Regions from separate parts of the Sus scrofa genome. Here all the other regions are linked to region 1. Evidence: chromatin contacts called from public HiChIP or PLAC-seq data. All regions are on one chromosome and are shown on one strand. Each heading gives the region's core, a stretch centred on a gene start, on an enhancer-like site or on the middle of the called end of the contact. The rest is flanking DNA. Distances are from core to core; before and after follow the strand shown.

Region 1 (5,047 bases), core at 1,397-3,896:
ATAACAAATTACCACCAATTTCGTGGCTTAAAGCAGTACAAATGCATGCTCTGAGTTCTGGAGATCACAAGTCTGAAATCAGTTTCACTGGGCTACAGTCAAGGTGTTGGCAGGGCTCTTTTGTTCTGGAAGCTCTGAAAGGAGAATTTGTTCCCTTGCCTTTTTCAGGTTCTAGTGGCTGTCTGAATTCCTTGGTTCATGTCCCCTATATCTTCAAAGGCAGAAGCATAGGATCTTCAAATCTCACCATCTCCCCCACTGTCACTTCATCTTCTCTTCCGACTCTGATGTCTCCTGCATCCCTTAAAAGGACCACTGCAATTATCTCGAGTCCCAGTGATGCAGGATAATCCATGACAAATCCTTGATCACATCTGCAAAGTCCCTTTACCATACGAGATAACATTCCTGGGTTCCAGGGTTAGAACGTGGGCATATTTGCAGGCCATCATTCAATCTACCACACTGCTCGTTCGTCTGTGACATGCGATACACCCCCAGATATTTATGGTGGTGCTATGTTTTACTGTCAAATATCCAGTGAGATGCATGGACATACCCCATTTCCCATTTTAAGACAAGTTTTAGTCTACTAAAATAGGAACTTCAGAGGGCAGGGGTCTTTTATACTCTGTTTAGTGTTCAATCCTATGCACCCAGAACTATGCATGGCACACAGTAGATGCTCAGTAAGTATTTGTTGAATGTTGGGTAAATAGACTTTAGCTTTTGGTATTCATCCTTGATTTCCCCTTCTTTGGGTGAAATAAAATCAGTTCCTATTTGGCAGTCCATGTGGTTCTATGGGAGCTGACTCCATCCCTGACTCCAAAAAGCACATGATCAAGGTTAATTCAATATCCATGGATCAATCCCATGGTCACAGCAATTGGCAGAAGTGGGCATGGACCCAAACTAGTCCAATGAGAGTGAAACCAACAACATTTTTTCCTCCTGGACACAAGTGAGGAACCATAATAATGAAGCCATGTTGGCTGAAGGTGAAGCCAAGGGGAGGAAAGAAACAAGTTGGTTTTACTATTGGACCTCTGGATGGAGCTTCAGCTGCTCTGGATTTTTCCAGATTATATGAGAATAAAATATTTCCTTTATTATTTGTGTCAAGTTTCAGGTTACCTACAATGACACATTCTAAAACCATTAAGAAGTATCACAAGTGAAAGATGAAAAACCTGTAGCACCTGAACAAACAACTTTGTTTTGTTAATTGAGAATAGAAGGGACTTCCTGTTGTGGCTCCGTGGGTTAAGAACCCACCTAGTATGAGGATGTGGGTTCAATCCATGGCCCCACTCAGTGGCTAAGGATCCGGTGTTACTGCCAGCTGTGGTACAGGCTGCAGATGTGGTTTGGATCTGGCATTGCTGTGGCTGTGGTGCAGGCCAGAAGCTGCAGCTCTGATTTGACCCCTATCCTGGAAGCTTCCATATGTTGCAGGTGTGGCACTAAAAAGGAAAAAAAGAGAGAGAGAGAGTAGAAGGCACAGGACACTCTTATGGTCTGTGTTCCTGTCTCTAAGAAGGAGTAGATGAGTGGTGGAAAAAGCCTTGGGGCTTTTGGGTCACCTAGGACTTGTTCCTTGCCCTTGGCTGTGTACCAAATCACCTTGGGAACTTAGTAAAAACAGCTTCTCACATTCCCCATGGTGTGTTGAGCCAAAATGTCTTGGGTGAGATTCATGGTTTGTGTTTTTACAAACTTCAAGTGTCTCTGATGGGCTCACCCTTCTTAACACTGGTGAACTTGACTTCTCATTGGTAGAAGAGGCAGCCTAGCAGATCCTGATGCTGATGCAAAAGTCAAGTACAAAGTGTTGAATACATGTATGGTGTCCTTAGGACAGTGTATAGCCCTATTTGAAGCCCTGAATTAATTAAATACTCAGACTCTGTAGGAGGGCCTGAAAGTTTCTCTCCTATGTGTAAAGACATCAGTTTGACTGCTAAACGCTTTGTGTTTTTCCAAATCTACCTGGTTCTCAGCTAGATTCTGGAGAGCTGATATGACCAGAGAAGTGACAATTAGATAAATAAACTATTATGGACCATCTTAAAACCTCTTTTTCTTCCTTGTCTTTTTTCTTTTTCTTTTTTGCCTTTTCTGGGGTCACTCCCGCAGCATAGGGAAGTTCCCAGGCTAGGGGTCTAATCTGAGTTGTAGACACCGGCCTACACCAGAGCCACAGTAACACGGCATCCGAGCTGCGTCTGCGACCTACACCACAGCTCACAGCAACGCTGGATCCTTAACCCACCGAGCAAGGCCAGGGATCGAACCCGCAACCTCATGGTTCCTAATCGGATTTGTTAACCACTGCACCACGATGGGAACTCCTCACTTTTCTTAAATAAGGAAAACCAGGGCAGCTTCAGGGTTAGTGAATTTAAGAACTCAGTGTCAGCGAAGGCCAAGGATTTTCTCTCTTCCCCCTTTGTCTGCTCAGTAGGTTGCTTTGGTCTTCAAGCTTGCCCCCTGGGGTGGTTCCCAGATGACTGCCTCTCTGAGTAGAGATCATGGGCAATAAGGCAGAACTTTCCTCAAGTTCCTTTTTAAGTCCCTTTGAGGAGGATGAAAACTCTCCTAGAAACCCTAGCAGCCACTCTCTTGTGTTCCCTTGGGCAGAATTCATATCCCCACGCCCTTTCCTAAACCTGATGGAATGACCATGATTCTGGCCAACTCTGACTCACTCTTGGGGGGACAGGGTGACCAGCCACCCCTGAAGCACATGATACCGGGGGAGAAAAGGACTTTGTCAGGAAGATGAAGAGGAAGTAAGGAATGGCGTGGGCAGGCGGGTGATGGTCAGTGTCTGGGCCACTAAACAGGAACTAACACAAGAAGAGGAAGGATCTCCCGCTACCCAAGCTTCTGATCTACCCAACCTTACTGACGTCTGCCCTTTCTCTTTCCTTCAGATGAAGCACTTATCTCAGTTATTGCTCCCTTTACCCTTGTGATACTATTCAAGGGTATTTCTTAAATGGATGAAACTGGTTTTAATATCTGGTGGTGCAACTCTTACTATCTCTTCTCTTTAAATTTTTCGCAGCCATTGTAGTCCATTTTCTCTTCCACATTAGCTTTAGTATTCATTTTTCAAAATCCATAAGAAAATCCTATGTAGAGATCTGTACTGGAACTGAATAATTCAATGCTAAAGATTAACTTGGAGAGAACTGGCATCTTTAAACATAGCACATCTACTTATCCAGGGTTTTTTTTTTTTTCCCTGCTATCCTTTAATACAAATTTCCAATTTCCTCATAAGGGTCTTGCGCTTACCTTTTTAGCTTGATGCAACACATATAGGAAGCAGCGCTGAGAGAAAGGAGAGAGAGGGCAAGCTCTGGTAACATTGTTTGAATCTGAGGATCTAGCCCAGCCTAAAGCTGGACAAATCTTAAGTCAATAAATTCGCTTTTTGTTTTAGGCTGATTTGGTTTCCATTTCTGTAATTTGCACTTGAAAGCCTTCTGATGATGACATCAAAAGAATATATAGAGATGGCAGGAGGGAAGGTGACAGACATTCACTGAGCACCTACTGTGTAAGAGCATCCTCCTCCTGTTTCTAAGATGCTCGAGCCTGTTTAGGCCTCACGGGAAGCCACGTCCATTCTTCTTCTGCCATCAACCCTCCTAGAAATTTCCTAAAGAGATTTTTAAATACAGAATAGAAACAATGGTCTCTTAAAATCTTGTCTCCATTTTCCAATGAATTATCTGTGGATTCGCCTCTTCCCACAAGAGGGTAAAAAAAGACGACCTGGTAGATCTGGAGGTGAACATCACGTCCTCTGTAAATGGCTGGTAGTGTATCACCGGGGCTGCTACATTTGGGAAGTTGTGAATGAAACAACCTTAAGAGGTGCCAGTCACACAGATGACAGTGCAAAATAGCACCCCCTGGAGGTATGCCACATGGCACCCCTTGGGTATTATTACTATGCATAATTCCTTTTGGAATTGCTTTATAGAAGTCTTAAATTAATGAAAAGTTTTGAATGAAGCCAAGTATTAGTAATATCCTGTATTCTAAAACTCGTAACATCTGGAAAAGTACCTTCCTCCTAGAGAGCTACCAAAGGAATTTTTTTGATTATCCTTTAGTTATCATTGTAAGTAGGAGCATTTCATACATCTTCATACAATCAGCAGGCACTTACCGAATGGCTACAGTGTACCTGGTATTGCTGTAAGTGCTCAGAACAGAAAAATTTACCAGAAAAATCCCTGCCCTCAAGTAGCCCCCTTGGAGTGAACCAGGCAGACAGTAAAAAACTAAGCGTGACCGCATATAGCATAATGGCAGGTGGAGCTACGTGCTCTAAAGAGAAGTGAAACATTACAAAGGGAGAGTGGCATCACTTACAAAATGGGAACTGAGAACCTCAAGTGCAGGGGCTTTGCCTAATGTAAGCCAATGACCTTCCCACCACCCGCTCTCCCCCTGGCCCCACCCCCACCCAGTAACACAGCTTTGGGGTTTAGTTTCTCCTTTCCATTTATTTATTTATTTATTGGACTGCGGCATATGGAGTTCCCAGGCTAGGGGTTGAATCAGGAGCTGTAGCTGCCAGCCTACACTACAGCCACAGCAACACCAGATCCGAGCCATGTCTGTAACCTACACCACAGCTCACAACACCGAATCCTTAACCCACTGAGCGAGGCCAGGGATTGAACCTACGTCCTCATGGATACTAGTCAGGTTCTTTACCACTGAGCCACAACAGGAACTCCTCTTCTTTCCATTTAAACTCAAAGATTTTCTTTCTGAGCCTCATCCACGCCCTACATCCCCCACCCCTGCCAACAACAAATGCTAGGATTTCATGTGGTTGCCCACAGCCATCTGATCTATGTGAAAGGACCGAAAGATGTCTAGAATATGGGCTGAGGGGAGGGAAGAGTCAGGCTGACCCATCTTTCTAGGCCTGTCTTGGTTATCTAGAAAACACTGTGTCCCGGAATATGGCCCCTCCTGTCCACCACCTCCACACAGAAATATCCTCCTTTCAAAC
Region 2 (5,047 bases), core at 1,520-4,019, 400 kb before region 1:
AAGTGGGTCACCACAAAGTAACTGTGATCCTGGGGATTGGGAATTCTGCCCCCAGGGTTATGTGAGAGTATTCAAATGCCAGCCAGATTTTCCTGCTGTTCTTCAGCAACAAGCAGACCACTACAAAACAGTAACCCAGAACTCTGCCAGCAAACTGCTGGTGACTTATGTTAAGACAGGACCAAGGAAAGAAACATCTCCGTGCTGCCGCCACAGGCCTTCCAGCCCCCTTGCTGGCAGGTTAGAACAGTGATGCCTGTTCCAGGGGAATGGCATCACTGCTGCCTTTGGTAGCCATTAAAATTCAGCTCTACTCTCAGTGGACACATTCTGTGTGAACAAGGCAATGCTCCTGGATCTCTATAACACTCAGCAATGCAGTAGGGAGGGATTTTTCAAAGATGAATCTAATATTACTGTAATATGACAGACTTCATTCTGACCTTGAGCAAAATATTGATATGAGCCAAATCTCCCTTGTAGAATGCATGCAGAAAAATCTTTTTGAGATTAATCAGAAAACCTGTGCAGAGGAGCTTGCCCTAAAATTTATCTGCACTGGTTATAAGAAGAAATTCATGATTACATTGTTATCATGAAAAAATATTTAAGTGTAATTAAATGAGGCCGCTTAAGAAAAGGAGCTCTTCTTTCCAAGTGTAGCACCCAATATTTATGCAAATTTCAAATGATTCATTTTAGTCATGAAAGCTAGTTCACATTGCCCTTTACTAGAGACAACCCTTGTTTAATTAATTCTTGCTTAAAAGTAATAAAACTAATTTCTTTTCATAGCATGTGAGTCACACATTTCACTTCTAGAGACCAACTATACACAACTCATACAAAATAAAGAGGTAGCACCACCTGAATCAAATGTTGTAACTCGCTACATGGTTTTTGCATTTAGACTAATTGAAAATAATCTTTGCTTGACCACAAGCCCACACTTTCCCCTATTCTAAAAACACAAAGCTGATGCCTGCTGAGTAAGAACAGAGTGTACAAAGACGTGCTCCTTACCCCAAGCCAAATCTAACCCAGGTCAAGTGTATACATACCATGACCAAGAGATCATACAACAGATTCTCACATTTAAACTTGGTTCTAAATAGTAATAATTTCAAAATGTTATTAGTGTAGAAAATATTAATTCCCATTTCATAGGCTTGACTTTAACATATCATTATTGGAATTAGTTAAGATTAGTGTCATTATATAGATCATATTTACTGTGTTAGTCTCAAATCGATCATATAAAATAGGTAGTCCCATTTTGCAGAGTAGGCAATTGAAGCTGAAGAAATTAAAATAAAGCCTAAGTAAAAGTCAGAACTGGAATTCATATGGAAGCTGCCTGATTTTCAGGCTTATAACCTTAATTATTGTATGATTTCTGCTTTCCCTAAGCCTATGGTAGAAAAATAATATAATTCATAAATTCTTATATTTGAAAGAGCTCTTCAGTGAGGCATTTAATCTAATCCTCCCCCTCTGCCCCCACCATGCAGAAATTTCTTTCTCAGTGTCATTAAAAGAAAGAACAACTAGGCTGTATTGGGTATTTACAAAACTGAAGCTTCTTATTTTGGAAGATAGTTCATTTCATTGCTGGACCATTAAAATGGTTAAACAAATCTTCCTGAATCCAAGATTACATTTTAAAGATTTTTTAATGAATGTTTTCTCCTTTAAAATTCACTATCAAACAAGAATAAGAAACATAAATAGAAACTCTAACATCAATGAAACCATAAGAATTGAATCCATAAAGTCCAAACCATAGTGAATGAGGACTAGAACACGAGACTTAACAGTAAATGATCCAACAGAAAAAGTGTGCTTGACAGAAATGGGACTCTGTGTCCACAGGAAAGGTAGTGAGAAAGTGAAAAGCAAGATAATTTGGCTGGTAAATTCTCAAAAGACTAAAGAATTTAAAGTTAATATTCAGCAAGTGGTAATACTATCAGAAGTAGTAGTAAGGCAGGGGCCTATAGTAGGATTATTTCACGGCTAGTTTTTTTTTTTTTTTTGGTTGGGTTTTATATTTGGTTTTTTACTTAGGAGAACAATCAAACCCTAGAGTCCCCAACTCCACAAAGTCCAGTAACCTTTCTCCACCTTTTCAAGATACCCGAGAATTGTTTCCTGGAGAAACTTAACCAAAAATGTTCCAGACTCAGGAATATGAGGCCCAGAGGAGGAGAAGGTGAGAAACAAATTATAAAATAGGAAGGAGGTTAAAAACATGAGTCTCCAGATTTAAAAAGCTGTTAAGCACCCAACACAATAAATGAAAAAAAGCCTACATCAAGTTTTATTGGGAAACTTCAGAAAAGTAAAGATAAAGAGAAGATTCTGAAAGGTTCCAAAGAGGAAAAAAAGAAATTGGTCATACAAAGGACTAGGAATAAAATTTTAAGGAAAAAAAAAAAAAGAAAACCAAAAGACAAGGGAATAACGCCTTAAAAACTTTGATACAGATGTAAAAAGTTTCATCAAAATAATTTTTTTAAATTTTGTAAAAAGGTTTACATCTAGCCAAACTATCAATTAAGTAAGTACAAGGGTAACATAAAGGCATTTGAGACATACAAAGTCTCTCATACATGTTTTCTCAGGAAGCCAACAGAAAACATGTTTCACTAAACAAGGAAGTAAACCAAGAAAGAGGAAGAATGGAAATCAGGAAACAAGAGAGAGGTAAAGGGAATTCCCAGGATGACAGCTGGGGAAGTGCTAGGACCACAGCCGGGCAACAGACCAAGAAAGCCACCAAACAGACCAGAGCAGGAAGTCAAGGTTCTGAGGGTATCTATATGCAGAAATGATAGCTCCAAGGAAATACCAGAATGTATTCTGACGGATTCGATCTTGGGGGAAACTGCATAAAGAGGTATTTTACAGAGTTTCTTACACAGGTTGGGAAGACAGTGTTCTCAATACTAAGTAAAAAGAAAAGTTAACCATTAACTCCAGTTGTAAAAGAATGGAAACTGTAATTATAGTGTTCTACCCGACTTAGCAGTGAACTTTATTTCAAAACTGAAAAGACAGAATAGGAATTAAAAATTGAGATGTAATTTTCTTGAGAAATAAGGAAAGGAAAAGGAGTATAAGTAATTTAAATCTTCATCTGTCATTATGAGGGAAAATAGGTAATGTCAAAAATCGACAAGCTGACAGAAAGCACTATTGACATCTTATTCACCAATGAGAAAATAAATCACAGAAACAACGTCTGCAATAATTTGGGGTGTTTGTTTGTTTGTTTCGTTTTGTTTTTGTCTTTTTGCCATTTCTTGGGCCGCTCCCGCGGCATATGGAGGTTCCCAGGCTAGGGGTCGAATCGGAGCTGTAGCCACCGGCCTACGCCAGAGCCACAGCAACGCGGGCTCCGAGCCACGTCTGCAATCTACACACAGCTCACAGCAACGCCGGATCGTTAACCCACTGAGCAAGGGCAGGGACCGAACCCGCAACCTCATGGTTCCTAGTCGGATTCATTAGCCCCTGTGCCACGACGGGAACTCCCTTTGTTTGTTTTTACCTGGGGAAAATGGGGAGCACAACAAAGTCAGAGGAAGGGGTAGTAGGAGAACAAAGGAATACTGTTTCTTGTGATAAGCTTTTTAGCATCATTTGACTTACCTATTTTCTTGTAATATTTACATATAGCAGCTCAAAGGTTGATTTTAAAATAAGGCACTGACAGAGTTCCTATTGTGGCTCAGTGGAAAGGAATCTGACTAGGATCCATGAGGACGCAGGTTCGATCCCTGGCCTTGCTCAGTAGGTTAAGGATCCAGCATTGCCGTGAGCTGTGGTGTAGGTCGCAGATGAGTCTCAGATCCTGAGTTGCTGTGGCTGTGGTGTAGGCCAGTGGCTACAGCTCCAATTAGACCCCTAGCCTGGGAACCTCCATATGCCACAGGTGCGGCCTAAAAAAGTAAAATAAAATAAAGCACTGAGCTTTATTAATTTGTTTTTAATTATTAAAGACAAATTTATTAAATAAATTATAAATATATTAAAGACAAATTTATTAATTTGTCTTTTTAGTTACCTACTCTAGCTCTCTGGGCCTTTAGCAGGTTATAGGTAGATTCTTTGGAGCCACTAGTTAGTGTGTTGTATTCATTTTAATTGTAATTAAATACATACAGGCATAGCTCGTTTTACTGAGCTTTGCTTTACTGTGCTTCATAGATAATGCCTTTTTTTTTTTTTTTTAACAAATTAAAGGTCTGCGGTAACCCTGCATCTAGCGAGTCTCTTGGTGCCATTTTTTCCAAAGCATTTGCTCACTTTATGTCTCTGTGTCACAGTTTTGTAATTCTCAAAATATTTCAAACTTTTTCATTTCTGTTATATTTCTTATGGTGTCATGTGACTAGTGATCTTCAATGTTATTACTGAAATTTGTTGGCATATCACAAACCAAGCCCATTATAAGATGGGGAACCTAATCAATAAATGTTGTGTGTGTTCTGACTGCTCTATTGAGCAGCTAATTTCCTGTATTTTTCCCTCTCCTCAGGCCTCTCTATTCCCTGAAACATCACAATACTAAAATCAGGTCAATTAATAACTCTACAATGGCCTAAAGTGTCCAAGTGAAAGGAAGAGTCATATATTCCTCATTTTATATCAAAAGTTAGAAATGACTAAGCTTAGTGAGGAAGTCATGTTGAAAGCCAGGATAGTCCAAAAGCTAAGCCGCATATACAACCTAGCCAAGATATGAATGTAAAGTTCTTAATGGAAATTAAAAGTGCTACTCCAGCAAACATATGAATGATAAGAAAGCAAAACATCATTATTGCTGATATGGAGAAAGTTTTAGTGGTCTGAATAAAAGACCAAACCAGCCACAACATCCCCCTAAGCCAAAGACTAGCCCAGAGCAAGGCCCTAACTCTCTTTGATTCCATGAAGACTGAGAGAGGTAAGAAAGCTATAGAAGAAATGTCTGAATCTATCAGAGGTTGGTTCATGAGGTTTAAGGAAAGAAGCCATCTCTATAACATAACAGTGCAAGATG
Region 3 (5,047 bases), core at 1,178-3,677, 310 kb before region 1:
TACGCTGTTTCCACTTTTAAAGTTTTTATTAAAATATATGATACAGTGTTAGGGGCCAATCATCCAGAACCTGTTCATGAAGGGTTGAAAGAGTTATGATGAAAAGCTATAATCCAGCACAGTCCAACTGAACTTTCTCCAAATGTGGCACTGCCCAATACTATAGTCATTAGCCATGCATGGCTATCTAGAACTTGAAAAATAGCTAGTGCAACTTAGGAAGTGGATTTTTAATTTAAACATTTTAAAATTTAATTTGGATGGCCACATGTGGCTAGTGGCTACTGGCCTGGATGGCACAGCTCGGAAGGCCTAGATTGTCAACAACATTGTATCTGCTTTCCTTTCTATACAGTAAGCAGGCTGAGAACGAGGAATTTTAAGGTGTCTTCTATTTCTGAGATTCTCTAATTTTTTAAATCTTAACTATTTAAATAATCATAAACATGATCACCTTTATTCCAAACATGTGAGAGATGAAGTGATTTTTACCAGTGGCTCAGAATAGAAGTCAGTTCTTATGACCTGGGTATTTATTTCCTTTTAATATTTTGATATTTGATTTTCTGAAAGGAATCCCCAAAGGAGCAGGCTGCAAAAACACAAAACCAGGAAACATAGGATAATGTATACTATGGTATAAAAGGTGAAAAGAAAAACTCTCTGAATTCTCCCACAACCAGCTCCTTCATGTCTCTGGTATGCAGAGCTGCCAGTACATTCAATTGCTCATTTTGCTAATGGGTGAGGCTCTGTACTAGGTATTAGGAATACAAAATGTTGAAAACATAGGCACTGCCCTTGAGGACAGCATCATTAGAGTGGTACCTACATGAAGTCCATCACATGCTTTCCAGAGCCCAATAGTCTAGCATCTTCTCTGTTCCCCACATCTGAGCAACTTTATGACAACAGCCTCCTTCCTAAATGCTGACACTGCAATCCTATAAGACTGTTTTCATTTGGCTCTGCCCTCTCAGTTCCCGCACCCCTCAACAGCTGCAGAGGCTGTATTATGCTTTCAAAAATGAGCACATCTCCACAGGCAGATCATTCAAGACCTTTCTGATTTACTTTCTTTTGGGTTTAATTATAAATTTTGAAATCTTTACACTCATCATTAGTATCTTGTTAATTAATATTATATGTAAATCAAGAAAACTAAAAGTGCCAAAGTACTCGCTCCAGTCGTAAAACAGAGGCAGTTCTAAAAGAGAAAACTTCAACCTGACTATCTTAAACATTATTCTTCTTAGATAAAATCATGTTTGGAATTTTAGAATGTAGCGATTTTAAATACACTTTCTTCATAGCTTAGACATTTGCTAGAGATATTTTCTTAAAAGTTTAAACTGATTCAAATCCAAATATGCACATCAGCTTTAAGAGAAATCATGAAGTTTTTACTAACAGAAATAGAATATGCCTGTCACCTTCTTTGTAATGTTTTTACCCTGAAAGCTATAATAAAACCTTAGTACTTCTTACACTGAACATCTTATAAATGCTTAATGTTAAAATCCCCAACTTCAAAATAATAAGAACCACAGCCAATATATAATAAGAACCACAGCCAATATCCCACGTACATCAACACCAGATTAAAGACATCTGGAAAATGATTGTGATGCCAACACAATTCTTCAAAAATTTCTTGCTTCCCTGCACACAAAGTGCTACATATGCATTAATAAACCTGACAAAGATATAAATGAGAGACATGCCAGGAGTGAAATTTCCCTTTCAGAATGTTTTCATTTTAATAAAATTCTTCTTAATTGAAAAACACAAAACTTATAAGTGCTTTTTTAGAACTTCAATTCATTAGTTTAAAAAAGATCTACATTTACAATTTCATTTCAGTTTAAGGGTAGGTCACTGATGAACACAGCAATTCTCAGCCTGAAGTATTTCACCATGAAGTATTTTAGGTGTATATACCCCAAGGAGTCTCGTCGCCTCTCACAGAATGCCACCACTTCAAAAAGTAGAATTCAGCCATTTTAAAAAGATGTTCATAGCTGTTGAAGTGCTCATCCTCTGAACAAATAATCAGGACTTCTTCTGGATCCTACTACTGCACGTAATACATGCTCAGTAAATGCAAATTGACTAGCATTTAACATGTCAAACATGATGTGTGAAAGGCTAGTTTCAGATAGTCATAGCTGTTTAACATGAAAAGTACAGGCATCTGGGATATGTGCTATTTTTTTTCTAGGTAGAAACAAATGGAATCATCACTGATGTGCTCACTTTAATAACCTCTTGTGTCTGTTTCTCATTAAAGAGTTTAGAAAATGATGAAGCTATTAAATCTCAGAGGGAAAAGTTGCTATTTGTGTTTTCCTGCTGTTACAAAAGCATGATCTGAAAGGTTAAATGATGTGTCAGAGTGTGTAAGGCGCAATTCCAACCCAGACTTCCTGCCTCCGAGACGGGGGCATTGGCCCTGGCTAGCTGAGCAAGTTCTGGTGATCATCAGGGGTGAAGGATCATGCAGCTTTTCAGGAGGTGCATCTCACAACCTTGATCCCTCAGTCTGGATTGGACCAGGATAAGCAAACATCAACACTGAAGGGCATTGTCCTGGCCAACACGGAGTGACCATGGTCTGATTCTATCACATCCCAAGTGTTATCATTTGCAAGTGGTGCTCAGTAGCATGGATGGCAGCCTTCGTGGGCATGCTTCAGAAGTAAAATACAATCACTATAACACAAACTGGCTACTGTTTGTGTTCACCATGAACAGAAAGAAATGGATCATTTCTCAACCCCCCAAACCATAGATCACATTTTGAAGCTAACCACTAGTGGGAAAACAACAACAATATGAATTTCACAAAATTTCCAACCCACTTCCTAAATCAGATTTCATCTGTTTATTAGTCCCACAACCTTCTCACCCACTTCTTACCTCACTGCCTGATGCCAGGTTTGACCTCGCTTCACACACCCACTGATCTCAGCTGTATGAAGGAGTACCGACACTTCAAAAGCAGAATTCAGCAAACTTTTTTTTTTTTTTTAATGTACAGAGCTATTGAAGATCATCAGCCTCTGAACAAGTAAGACTTCTCTCAAAAGCAGCTCTTTCATGAGTCTGACATAAGGTCTGCAATTCCTCCCCTGGTTTTAGAGAACTCTCCAGATTTTCAGGACCCTCTTAGGAAGAAGTCTCCTGGGAAGCATCCTTAGCATTACCAACTTGGTGATGTGCATGACCTTCAGTCCTACTTGCTGTGTGTTGTTGAGCCATTTTCATCTGTAAAATAAATGGGTTGAGTCAATCTCTAAGGTCTTTCCTGCCCTAATAGTCTAAGAGTGATTTCCGAAATAACATAGGTGATCATAAGGTACATTTTGAACATTTACTGCATGCCATGGTAAGTGTTAAAACACTTTTTTGTACTAAGCACTTTGCATTTCTTCTCTTAAACCCTAATAGTATCCCTCCCCTCAGGCAGAGACTTAATTTTTGCAGCTGAGGAAAGTCAGTATTTGCAAGCTTGAGCAGTAGAATCTTCCTAAAACAGCCTTTCCTAAGCCAATCCAGCAAATGCACTGACTCTGAATTCATCTTGTAAAACTTCACTCTGATGGGAAATTCCTGTGTGGTGAAGTGGGTTAAGGATCTGGCACTCCTGCAGCTGTGGCACAGGTGTAACTGTACCATGGTTTCAATCCCTGGCATGGGAACTTCCACATGCACGGTTGTAGCCAAAGAAAATTTTGCAATGAATGACCTCAGTACTATGGATGCTAATGGCTGTAGCTTCTGTAAGGCAGGGCACATACAATTTCCCCCAGCAAAGCTGTGTGCTTACCAAAAGTTTGTCCTTTTTGTTCTCAAACTTGTTTTTACCTTATACTTGGCAATGCCATTAGGTAATTTAATAAAACTAGTACATAAACCAATGACAAATAATTACATAAAGAAAATACTATTCCAGTAAGTAGGATGCTTTGGAATGATAGGACAAAATATACACACAAAACACTGCTGAGTTAAACATAAGAGATAATACAGTGAAAGATTAGGGGACAAACCCCTGAAGTCTAGCAAGATGGTATACTTGTATTGTTTCTCATAGAGAATGCATCACAAAAGGAGAATTTGCAAAAAAGGCAGCATGGTCCTACAACTGCAGAAATCACACACAAAAAGAAAGGAACCAAATCTGTTCAATTAATGCATATTCCTTATTTAAATGTAAATAAAACGTTTATGGTATGTAAGTCATGGGATGGGGATTTTTCAGCTTTATGGACATATAATTAACATAATAAACTACACATATTTAAATTGTATAGTAAATTTTGGCATATATGTGAAACCATCATCATAATCCAGATTATGAACATATCTGTCATCCCAAAAAGTTTCCTCATGCCCCTTTGTAATCATTTTTTTCTCCTCCCCCAATTAATATTCCTTCACCCATCCCCAGGCAATTGATCTGTTAATTAGGTTCATTTGCATTTTCTAAAGTTTCACATAAATGGAATCATATAGTATGTACTCCTGTCCCACCTTCTTTCTTTTTATTATAATTATTTTGATGCTCATCCACACTGCATGTATCAATAGTTGGTTCCTTTTTATGGCTGTGTAGTATTCTATCATATATATATCCCACATTTTGTTCATCCTTCCTGCTGTTGATGGACAGTTGTGTTGTTTACATTTGGAGCTATTACAAATAAAGCTGCCATAAGCATTCATAAACAAGTCTTCGTGTGGAAAGGCTTTCATTTCTTTCAGGCAAGCACATAGAAGTGGAACGGCTGGAACACAGAACAGGCATATGTTTAACTTTTTAAGAAAGTGCCAAACTGTTTCCCATCAGCAACATGAGTGTTTCCTCACATCTTTGCCAGCAATTGGTATTCTCAGTCCTTTTTTTTTTTTAATTCATTCCAACGTGTGTATAGTGGTATTTCATTGTGGTTTTAGCTTTCATTTCCCTAATGACTAATAATGTTATCTTGTTTGTCGTTTTTATTTTATTTTTTTTGGCGAAGTGTTCAAGTATTTTGCACTT

The links. HiChIP or PLAC-seq counts read pairs in DNA pulled down with a chosen protein or histone mark.
Region 2: a contact with region 1 is called in an H3K27ac HiChIP or PLAC-seq map of alveolar macrophages. The contact joins two enhancer-like sites. A contact is called at or near these places in 1 of 5 promoter capture datasets (fetal liver) and 1 of 2 datasets of contacts at active chromatin or transcription factors (alveolar macrophages).
Region 3: an H3K27ac HiChIP or PLAC-seq map of alveolar macrophages shows a contact between it and region 1. The contact joins two enhancer-like sites. A contact is called at or near these places in 1 of 47 Hi-C or Micro-C datasets (liver) and 1 of 2 datasets of contacts at active chromatin or transcription factors (alveolar macrophages).

Annotation. Positions count from the first base shown.
Region 1 is chr1:25,620,360-25,625,406 of Sscrofa11.1, forward strand. The region is part of intron 3 of ECT2L (epithelial cell-transforming sequence 2 oncogene-like); the gene reads right to left. Among named protein-coding and RNA genes, the nearest start is that of ECT2L, 21 kb to the right of the region's middle. Within about 2 kb of position 2,647, at least 10 of the 83 cell types and tissues checked have an H3K27ac peak or open chromatin away from gene starts, as enhancers often do. A contact at or near this core is called in alveolar macrophages, where this site is marked.
Region 2 is chr1:25,219,967-25,225,013 of Sscrofa11.1, forward strand. No RefSeq gene overlaps it. Among named protein-coding and RNA genes, the nearest start is that of TXLNB, 6.1 kb to the right of the region's middle. Within about 2 kb of position 2,770, at least 6 of the 83 cell types and tissues checked have an H3K27ac peak or open chromatin away from gene starts, as enhancers often do. A contact at or near this core is called in alveolar macrophages, where this site is marked.
Region 3 is chr1:25,307,399-25,312,445 of Sscrofa11.1, forward strand. No RefSeq gene overlaps it. Among named protein-coding and RNA genes, the nearest start is that of HECA, 54 kb to the right of the region's middle. Within about 2 kb of position 2,428, at least 2 of the 83 cell types and tissues checked have an H3K27ac peak or open chromatin away from gene starts, as enhancers often do. A contact at or near this core is called in alveolar macrophages, where this site is marked.